3 separate regions of the Rattus norvegicus genome follow, and all the other regions are linked to region 2. The links are chromatin contacts, called in public Hi-C maps. All regions are on one chromosome and are shown on one strand. Each heading gives the region's core, a stretch centred on a gene start, on an enhancer-like site or on the middle of the called end of the contact. The rest is flanking DNA. Distances are from core to core; before and after follow the strand shown. Region 1 has its middle 72 kb from the start of Bcl6. Region 2 has its middle 210 kb from the start of Lppos. Region 3 has its middle 46 kb from the start of Lppos.

Region 1 (2,825 bases), core at 120-2,619, 150 kb before region 2:
CCCCTCTCGGTCCTCATCTACGAGGCAGCACAATGACAGAAATGTTCTATGCACTGCCTCACACTGGGTGTTTAGTCATTGTTCAGTGAATGGCTGTGATACTAAATTTCTAGGCTATAAAGGGGAGCACTGACTGGGAAGCCTGGTGGGAAGGCATGAGACCACACATTCAGTCACGTGCCCTGCCTGGTAACTGGCAGCATTCGGTTTGGCCCATTTGCAGCAAAGTGCTCTCCACACTTTGATCCTACAGTAGTTTTCATTTTATAGGTATCGCATTTGAACTCACAGGGGTTAAGTACCTTGTGAGAGCATAATTTTTGAAGCAACAATACTGGAATTAGCTCATGGTTCAAAGATATTTATTGAGTGCTTACAATGGACTACACCCACCCCACACCCACCCTGGCTAAGCTCCTTTACCGAGTAAGGGCTCAGGAAACATGAGAACCCTCGTTGTGAAGGAATTAGAATTACCTCGCAGAAGATCCCTGCTGAGAGGGGATGGCAGATTGTAGTCAGGACAGAGAACTGCCTGTGTTCACAGCTAAGGTGTTCAGTGGCACACTACTGCTGGGTGCCTTCTGTGTTTCTGGGTGGTCTGTCAGCAGGGCTTGAAGTCAGCACCATCTCTCTGACCCCCCTGAAGCTCTCCTACTTGCCTAGGCTAACAGCCCTGGCATTCCGAGCCTGCCCTTTTCCATACATTCTTTCTTGCTCGGAGTGCCAAGATTTTGCTCGACTGACAATTTTGAGTGGGTTCCAGGCCATTTAGCTCTGTCAGAGATTTGGGTGAAAGTTTCCTCCCACTCTGCCTGGGCCTCAGATAATCAAACAGTGTGTGATCAACCTCTGCAGGGGGCGTGGGATGGGAGAAGCTCCTGAGGTGTCTGTAGCTACTCCCCTTACCTACCTGCACTGGTGGAACTGTGTGGTGATGATGGGCTGTTCTTGAAAAGATAGTGTGGAGCACTCAGGACAGTGTGACTTGTCCAAACAGAGGCTCCTGGGAAGTGCTGGTGGGTTGGGTTATTTGTCAGGGCCAAGGGGACAAATGTAGGTGTCTGATAGGACACCAGTGGGAAGGGAAGATGTAGGAGATGACTGAGGAACTCGGGCTGCATGCCCAGGGATAGGCCTCAGCATCCCCAGACCTGGAGCGGCTGGCTCAGTCTGGTGCCTCTCTCTGTAGATAAATTCTCACTGCCTTCCAGAGCACGGTGTCCCAAGAACTGTGCATCTGAGGTGGGGCGAAAGACAAATATGCCTTTTCATAATAGCTTTACACCTGGAGCAGTGGAGGACCGTTTATTACCTTGGTAAACAGGAGGGAGAATTCAAGCAAAGTACAAACTTTGCCCAAGGCACTTCTGACAGAGCACCTTGTGTTTGTGAAGTGAGCTGATAGAGCCGGTGGGAGGCGGGGCCTGCTTTGTTTTCTATCTCCTCCCCCCTTTTCTTGTCTGATTTCCAAGGTTTAAAAGTTCGAGAGTGTGTGTGTGTGTGTGTGTGTGTGTGTGTGTGTGTGCGCGCGCTCTAGAGAGGGAGTTTGGGGAGAATTCATTTTGGCTCTGGCTTTTCCCAGCATTTTGAAATCCCTTTGCTTAGTGTAAAAAAAAATACAGGAGCGAATTTATATTGTCTCCAGAGATAACGTACTCCTTGCTGCTTTTGGTGACAAATAGGGCTTGTGAGTGGGTGACAGGGTAAACCAGTTTGGGGGAACACAGAAGGAACGAAGGTTTCTATTAAATCTTAAAATGCAGTAAATATTTATAACAGTGCCTATTTTGTGCCAGGTACAGAACATGAACTTTCCATAAACATTATTTAATTTAGTCTTTACGACTACATGAAGCAGAGACCTTTTAACAAAATGTCCACTTTATAGGTCTGGGGAGATATCAAGGACTGTAAAGTAAGTACTTGACATGCAAACATGAGGAGCTGAGTTTGATCCTCTTGTTAAATAAGGACATGTTTTCAGAGTCGAGTGTAGTGGCCCGAGTTTGTGTTCGCACTGCTAGCTAAGGAGGTTGAGATGCTCATGACTCCTTGGAGCTTGCTACAGCCCGGCTAACCTCATTGGTGAGTCCTGAGTTCCAGTGAGAGATCAGGTCTCTAGAAACAAGATGAATGGCTCCTGAGGAACAATGCCTGAGATTGACCTCTGACCTCCACATGCAGATACACACAGATGTACCTACACCTGTCTATGTCCTACACACACACACACACACACACACACACACACACACACATACACACACACACACACACACACACACACACGAGGAAATACCTACTTTATATGTGAGAAATAGCATGGTGTGATACTGCCAGCCGCCCCCCCCCCCCCCCCCCGCCCCTCATCCCAGCACTTGGGGTAAGGGCTAAGAAGGTGGGAAGTTCAAGATTATTATTAGTTACATGGAGAGCTGGTGGCCAGTCTGGAGGATAGGCCAGGAAACAGAAGGCCGTGGCTACTGTGGTAATTTGAGCCATAGGGGCCAACTTCCAAATTTAGGCCTTTCTGAACTGCCCTGGAACCTTTATTTAGGGTCACAGATTATGTGATATGTGAAGTTCTATCCTTTTGCTACCCAACCCCATTCTTCTGCTTTGCTCTGCCTGGATTGGATCTTGGACTTCATAATTTGTTGATGTGCTTCTATACAGAGGATTTACCTGCTTTTTCTTTTATGATTTAATTCTGTAATTATGTGTGTATGTGTGTGTGTGGGGGGGGGGTGATTGCCCTAGGAAGCCAGAAGAATTTGATCTCTCTGAAACTGGAGTTATTGGCAGCTGTGGGCTGCCTAATG
Region 2 (2,702 bases), core at 125-2,624:
TCTATTTTATTCCTCCTTCTTCTGGGTTCTCTTGGTGTCTGGTTCATTGAAGCAGTGAAAATTCTGGTACCCAGATCCTGACTCTGCCATAAGTGAGCTGTGAGGCCCTGGGAAGGTCACTTTATTACTCTGAACTTTAGGTTGTTCATTTCTAAAATCAAGGGGTAGGAGCTGTGATTGCCAAGGTCTCTGACATTTGCTGATGAAGGGACAGACTGGGGTAGCATGGGGATCAGTCCCAGTGAGGCAGAAAGACTTTATGGCCATTCCTCACTGGGAATGTACATGATGAATCTTAACTGAACACGATGGGATTCGCTGTTTTTATACTGGTAGTTCTCCAGTCAGGAAGGAGGGATTGGCCGCCTGGGGCTGGAGGGAAGTAGAGAGAAGTGGCTGAAGAGAGCTAGGCTGATGAAACAACCTGCAGATAGCATTATTATTACCATAGCTTTGTGATACTATTTCTGTGATTACGTTATGCTAAAGTGAAAGGGCCTTCAAGATACTTAAAGGGTAAAATCCTGGGGAAGGGGATCACTAAGAACATTTTCAACCTCAAGGTGATTCTGGATAACTCACTTGGAAGCTTTCATTTTTATGACAGATTACTTTTTAAAATAATATTTTTTTAATGATTCAAAAAGTCTACATGTAAAGAATCCAAAAGCCAAGTGTTCTAGTAGTCCATGAGGAGCCAAGCTGCAGGCTTTCCCCGACATTAGAGGTGCTTCACGTACGTTCTATCATTTGCTCTTGCAAGCAACCCTGGGAAAGAAAGCATCACCAAGGCCTTCCTTTACCAGGTGGTAGAAAAGCAAGATGCTAATTGGTCAAGCTGCTGGTTCGAAACCTCAGGTGGTGGAGATAAGGCTGTGTGTCAACCCAGATCTAACCCGGAACTACCCATGACTACTATGCTCTGAGGCATTCTTTACTGCCCAGGGTAGCCTCCTTTGGCCTCTGGCAGCCAGCTCTGCAGGCCTGAATCAGGGTCACAGCCCCGAGTTCCACAGACTAATGGAGCGGAGTAGATCACCAGAGCAGCAGGAAAGCCTCGGTTATCAGCTAACTCGCTCACCTGACTTTGTCTGCTCTCTGATATTCTGGGAGCCAGAGCTGGCAAAGTGAGCTCAGAAACCCTCTCCTGCCTGCCTACTCTTCTCGAGACTTGGCATCCAAAACCAAAGAGATTTCCACAGGTCTGTCACCACAGACATGATTAGGAATTATTTTGTGACGCCACCTACTAATCCTCCTGGCCAGGATTAGACAGAGTTAACAGTTTCTTTAGGGACTTCCATTAGCCAACCTAACCAATAAAGTCAGGAGGGACTAAAGCAGAAATGTGACTGCGTGTGAGTCACTCAGTCTCGACCTTCGGCATGTTTTGAAAACGTGTTGTGAAACACTTTCCAATCAATACAGTGCTGGGCAGTAACGGGTGGGGGTTGTGCAAGAGGGGAGGTGGAGCGTTTATGTTGGGTCATTTGAGAGGTTCCAAATTCTTACTGAGAGAAGGACCAAAAACACAAGGTCCCCATAACAGTGTTTAATGGAATCACAGAAAACCAAGCACCAAGGGGGAACAAAAGGGGACACCTTTCTTTGCAGCAGACTAGTGAAATGGGTGGCCTATGTTCATACCCCCAAGCCAGAGAGCCTATCCCTTCCTGTCAAAGCCCAAGTCTGGTGTGTTAACCTCCGTTTGCTGCCAGACACTTCCGTGCTGCAGACAGTACCCTACCCTTCAGGCATTTCGAGTGTCCGAGGTGAAGGAAACAGCTGGCAAGAGGCAAGTGCCTAGAACAAGGGAGCTGAAGATGGTTCAAGGCCCACCTGCCCCTTGCGAGGTCTCTGACTGTAGGAGCAGTCATGTCCCCTGTCAGACCCTTTCCTAGTCTTTCCTTTCTACCAAGGAGAGAAGACTCATATGAAGCTTGAGAGTGATGAGGGACGTGCAAATTCTTTACAAGCCACGCACACGCGAGTGCATGCACACACACACACACACACACACACACACACACCACAGGACTATTATTAGTGGAAACCCATCAGTGTGATTTTCGCAAACTCAGATGGAAAGAATCTCCCATTTAAAGAATGGCACTCAGGTATGACTTTGTGGTTAGAGGCAAAAACCGGCCCTGAAGAGAAGCCTGCACACATGACAGAGAGCATTTGAGTGCCAGTCGGTGCCACTCTCAATCAACTGCAAGCCTGGGTGGCTGGGAAATGTTTAACGACTGGTTTTATGGTGGTTAAAAATAAATAAATAAAAATAAAATAAGACAAAACGAAATATATGATTGGCTGTTAAGTACTTGCACCACAGCGCTATGGATTCCACAATGTCAGTAACACCGGGTGAGGAGAAAATGCCCACAGCTGGCCCACACATGTAGGTACAAGGCAGGTCAAGCTCTGCTCCCCACTGGAAACTTCTGGAAGATTAGTTAATACAACGTACTTTGAAAGCCTGTTCGACTCGAGTTTTAATAAACAAAGCCACTCAATGTCTTCCTCGGATGCTTCAAATGAAAATTCGTACTTTACTTGTCTTGGTCATTGTCGGATAGAATCTTAACTGTGTATTTGTCAAAATTGCTGGCTTCTAAACTCCCGTCATGACATTGTGAGTATGTTTGTGGGGGAGGGGAAGTGTGACCCTTGGTTTTCAAATCTAATGACTGAAGAGT
Region 3 (2,921 bases), core at 339-2,838, 160 kb after region 2:
TGAACGTCTGTAACTGTAAGCCAGCCCCAATTAAATGTTGCTCTTTATAAGAGTTGCCTTGGTCATGGTGTCTGCTCACAGCAGTAAAACCCTAACTGAGACAAACTTAGATTTCAAGCATCCAAACTGATACATTAGAGCCACCAGGACTCCATGACCTTTGCCCCTGAACCACCATCACTCCATGACCTTTGCCCCTGCCCACCTGGAAGCGGTTCCCCACCTCTAGCTCATCTCTATGACACTCTGTTACTTTGCCATAGTTTGTGGTTCTTCCCCACGAGACTGGCCTGATAGATTTACAGAGTTAAGCTGAGTTGCGGACTGGCAGGTGTTGGGGGTTGGGAGGATGTCTCTGAGGCAGAGGAAAGAGAGAGAAGGAAAACTGGAGTGACAGTGATAAGAGGATAACTTCACCATCTACCACTTCTGTCCAAAGAGGAAACTGAGGCCAGGCTGCTAAGATACAAACTTTGTAACTTTTTGACCCAGGAAGTTTTGAGAGCGATAATAAGGAAATGATTATAGAGTGCTTTGAGCTTTTCAGAGACAAGTGGTATTTAAAATACAAGGTATTATTACCTCCATAGAGTTTTTCTTTTGACTACCACTGCGCTTGAAAAATGTGGGCAGAACACTTTTATTTTTCAAAACTCAGGTATTTAAAAAGAAAAAACCACGGGCACAATACCTACCCCCAGCGCTATAAGCTAAAGCTCAGCTCTCTTGTCACTAGATAATTTAAACGTTCAAAGAGATCGGGTATTAGCTTTATCAGCTAACTTGACTGCATTTCCACTAGAGACATCTACCCTCTCCAGCTCACTCTTCCATCCCGAGATGTGAAGAACTAAATTTGACTAACCGTGAAAACGGTATTACATTTGAGGTCTTACCTACAAGTACTAAACACCACTCACTACAGGTATAAGGTGGGAACATGTTTTTAAAAGACCCCAAATAAATCAGGGCAGTCCAGGGCCAGCCGGTTCCTTGACTGAAGGCACGTGGCTGAATCTCATGAGAGGATTCCATATGTACTCCCATGATCGAGCCGCCAGTGTCTTAGAAGATTCTGAAACTGAAAATCAGAAATCAGTTCAAGTCCGCATTTCATGTGTGAGGATCGTTCCCTGAGAAGGCACTGAGGTGGCCCCCTCTGCTTGCTTCATGGGCCCACACCAAGAGTCTCACTAAACGTGATGCAGAAAGGCCCGTGGATCCTTACAGGGGCGCTTGCGGGTGCTGGCTCTGAAGAGAATAGGACACTGGTTCACACCCCAGGGCTCTGAGACTGGAAACAGGTTGCTTGTCCCCTCTGAATGTTTGGTTCCTCATCAGAGATGGGTGGAGGCTATTAATAGCATGTTTTTTTTTTCTTTCCTGGGGTTGTTTTGAAAATTGAAAACAAGCACAGAGGCCAGGACGTAGGAAAGGCTCGATTCGTGTTAGCGCTTATTAAAAAGCTGTAGCAGTTCATGTGCCCCGGGGCGTGTTGTTATTTCCTCGGAGTTCTGCTTTCAGTGCACAGTGGAACTAAAGATAACCATGCAGCTCTTGTCTCTGACCCGCCTGGGTGCTCTTACTAGAACGAAAGGAAAAAGGAAATACACGGTGGCCCAGAATGGGGCTCCAGAGAAATCCAAAATGAGCTGCGGTCTAAAAGTGACTTCTTCTCTCCAAGCCTATTTTTAGCCAGCTGTGAACTTCTCTAATACGCAAAGAGTGATGCTGGGCTCCCTGAATAGCTCCGCTGACGAGCTCCTGCCTGCTTCTGCTACTATGTGAATTTATGGAATTCTGGTCTCACACTTCATTAAAGAAATATACGATGGCGCAGAGACAGGAGGCCAGACACCTCTAACTCTTGTCTCCATCTCCCCGTGATAAATCTTAGCAGTGCCTCATTTGTGGAGGAAAAAGGAGTAACCAGTGAAGATACTATCTACAGACCCTTTATGGATAGCTTGGCTTCGCTTGCTTTTCCTTCTTTTCTTTGCTCTAGATCTTTCCTTTTTTCTCTTTTAGAGTTTTGGGGTTTTTTATTTTTAATGGATAACTTTGTTAAGAGGTCATAAAACAAGAAGTCTGGTCAAAAGTACCCTCAAACCTGTAAGATACAAGTTTATAAAAAAAAAAAAAAAAACCTAGATAACCAAGGCAAAGGAATTGTTTTTCACATAAAATTTCGCTTATGGTGGCCCAGAAGCTCAGTAGTTCACTGTAACCATGTTGAATCAAATTTGTTTAATCCAGATTGGATTCTGGTGACTCCATTGCCAACCCTCACACCCAGTCTGGTGCAGAGGGTGGGATGGAAGGAAGTCTAGTATTTACGTCACAAAGCAAATACTTCTAAGAATCCCTCGATCTGTTTCACCGCCCTTTTACCGTCTTAGCTAGTGGCCGCCCACGGTGGCTTGGAGAGGTCAGACTTCCAAAGAGTACCTGTCACAATCCTGATGAGTAGCTGCTGAAGAACAAAAGAAAGCTGAGTGTGGTGACCCCAGACATTCAATCCCAACGCCTGAGAGGAAGCCCGATATCTAATGAGACCGGCCTGGTACCCAGAAGGAGCCCTAAGATAGCTGAGCTATAGTGAGGCCCTGTCTGAAAAACAAAACCAAACAAACAACATAAGGAGCAGAGAATGGTTAAAAAAAGTGCTGGGGCTGGAGCTCAATAATAGGGCGCTTGCCTAATAGATCCAAGGCCTTGGGCTGAATTCCAAGCACAACAAAAGAAAGGACAACAGCCAGAGCTGGTTAAGGGACCATCACCAAATGACAGACAGACCTGCCCAGTGGTTCAACTATCATTTCTTCTATAATTCCTCTTCCATGTAACTCAGGTCCCCACTCTTTCCTGCTCGCCCGAGTAGCCCTGTGGTACAGGTTCCCTTCTGTCTTGACTTCCTGCTC

Evidence for each region. Hi-C and Micro-C count contacts between places; a contact is called where the count stands out from the background.
Region 1: a contact with region 2 is called in a Hi-C map of liver, with 2.4 times the contacts expected there. The contact joins two enhancer-like sites. A contact is called at or near these places in 2 of 12 Hi-C or Micro-C datasets (kidney and liver).
Region 3: a Hi-C map of liver shows a contact between it and region 2, with 3 times the contacts expected there. The contact joins two enhancer-like sites. A contact is called at or near these places in 4 of 12 Hi-C or Micro-C datasets (hepatocytes, kidney and liver).

What each region holds. Positions count from the first base shown.
Region 1 is chr11:90,285,300-90,288,124 of GRCr8, reverse strand. No RefSeq gene overlaps it. Among named protein-coding and RNA genes, the nearest start is that of Bcl6, 72 kb to the left of the region's middle. Within about 2 kb of position 1,369, at least 8 of the 93 cell types and tissues checked have an H3K27ac peak or open chromatin away from gene starts, as enhancers often do. A contact at or near this core is called in liver, where this site is marked.
Region 2 is chr11:90,136,708-90,139,409 of GRCr8, reverse strand. No RefSeq gene overlaps it. Among named protein-coding and RNA genes, the nearest start is that of Lppos, 210 kb to the right of the region's middle. Within about 2 kb of position 1,374, at least 10 of the 93 cell types and tissues checked have an H3K27ac peak or open chromatin away from gene starts, as enhancers often do. A contact at or near this core is called in liver, where this site is marked.
Region 3 is chr11:89,974,693-89,977,613 of GRCr8, reverse strand. No RefSeq gene overlaps it. Among named protein-coding and RNA genes, the nearest start is that of Lppos, 46 kb to the right of the region's middle. Within about 2 kb of position 1,588, at least 22 of the 93 cell types and tissues checked have an H3K27ac peak or open chromatin away from gene starts, as enhancers often do. A contact at or near this core is called in liver, where this site is marked.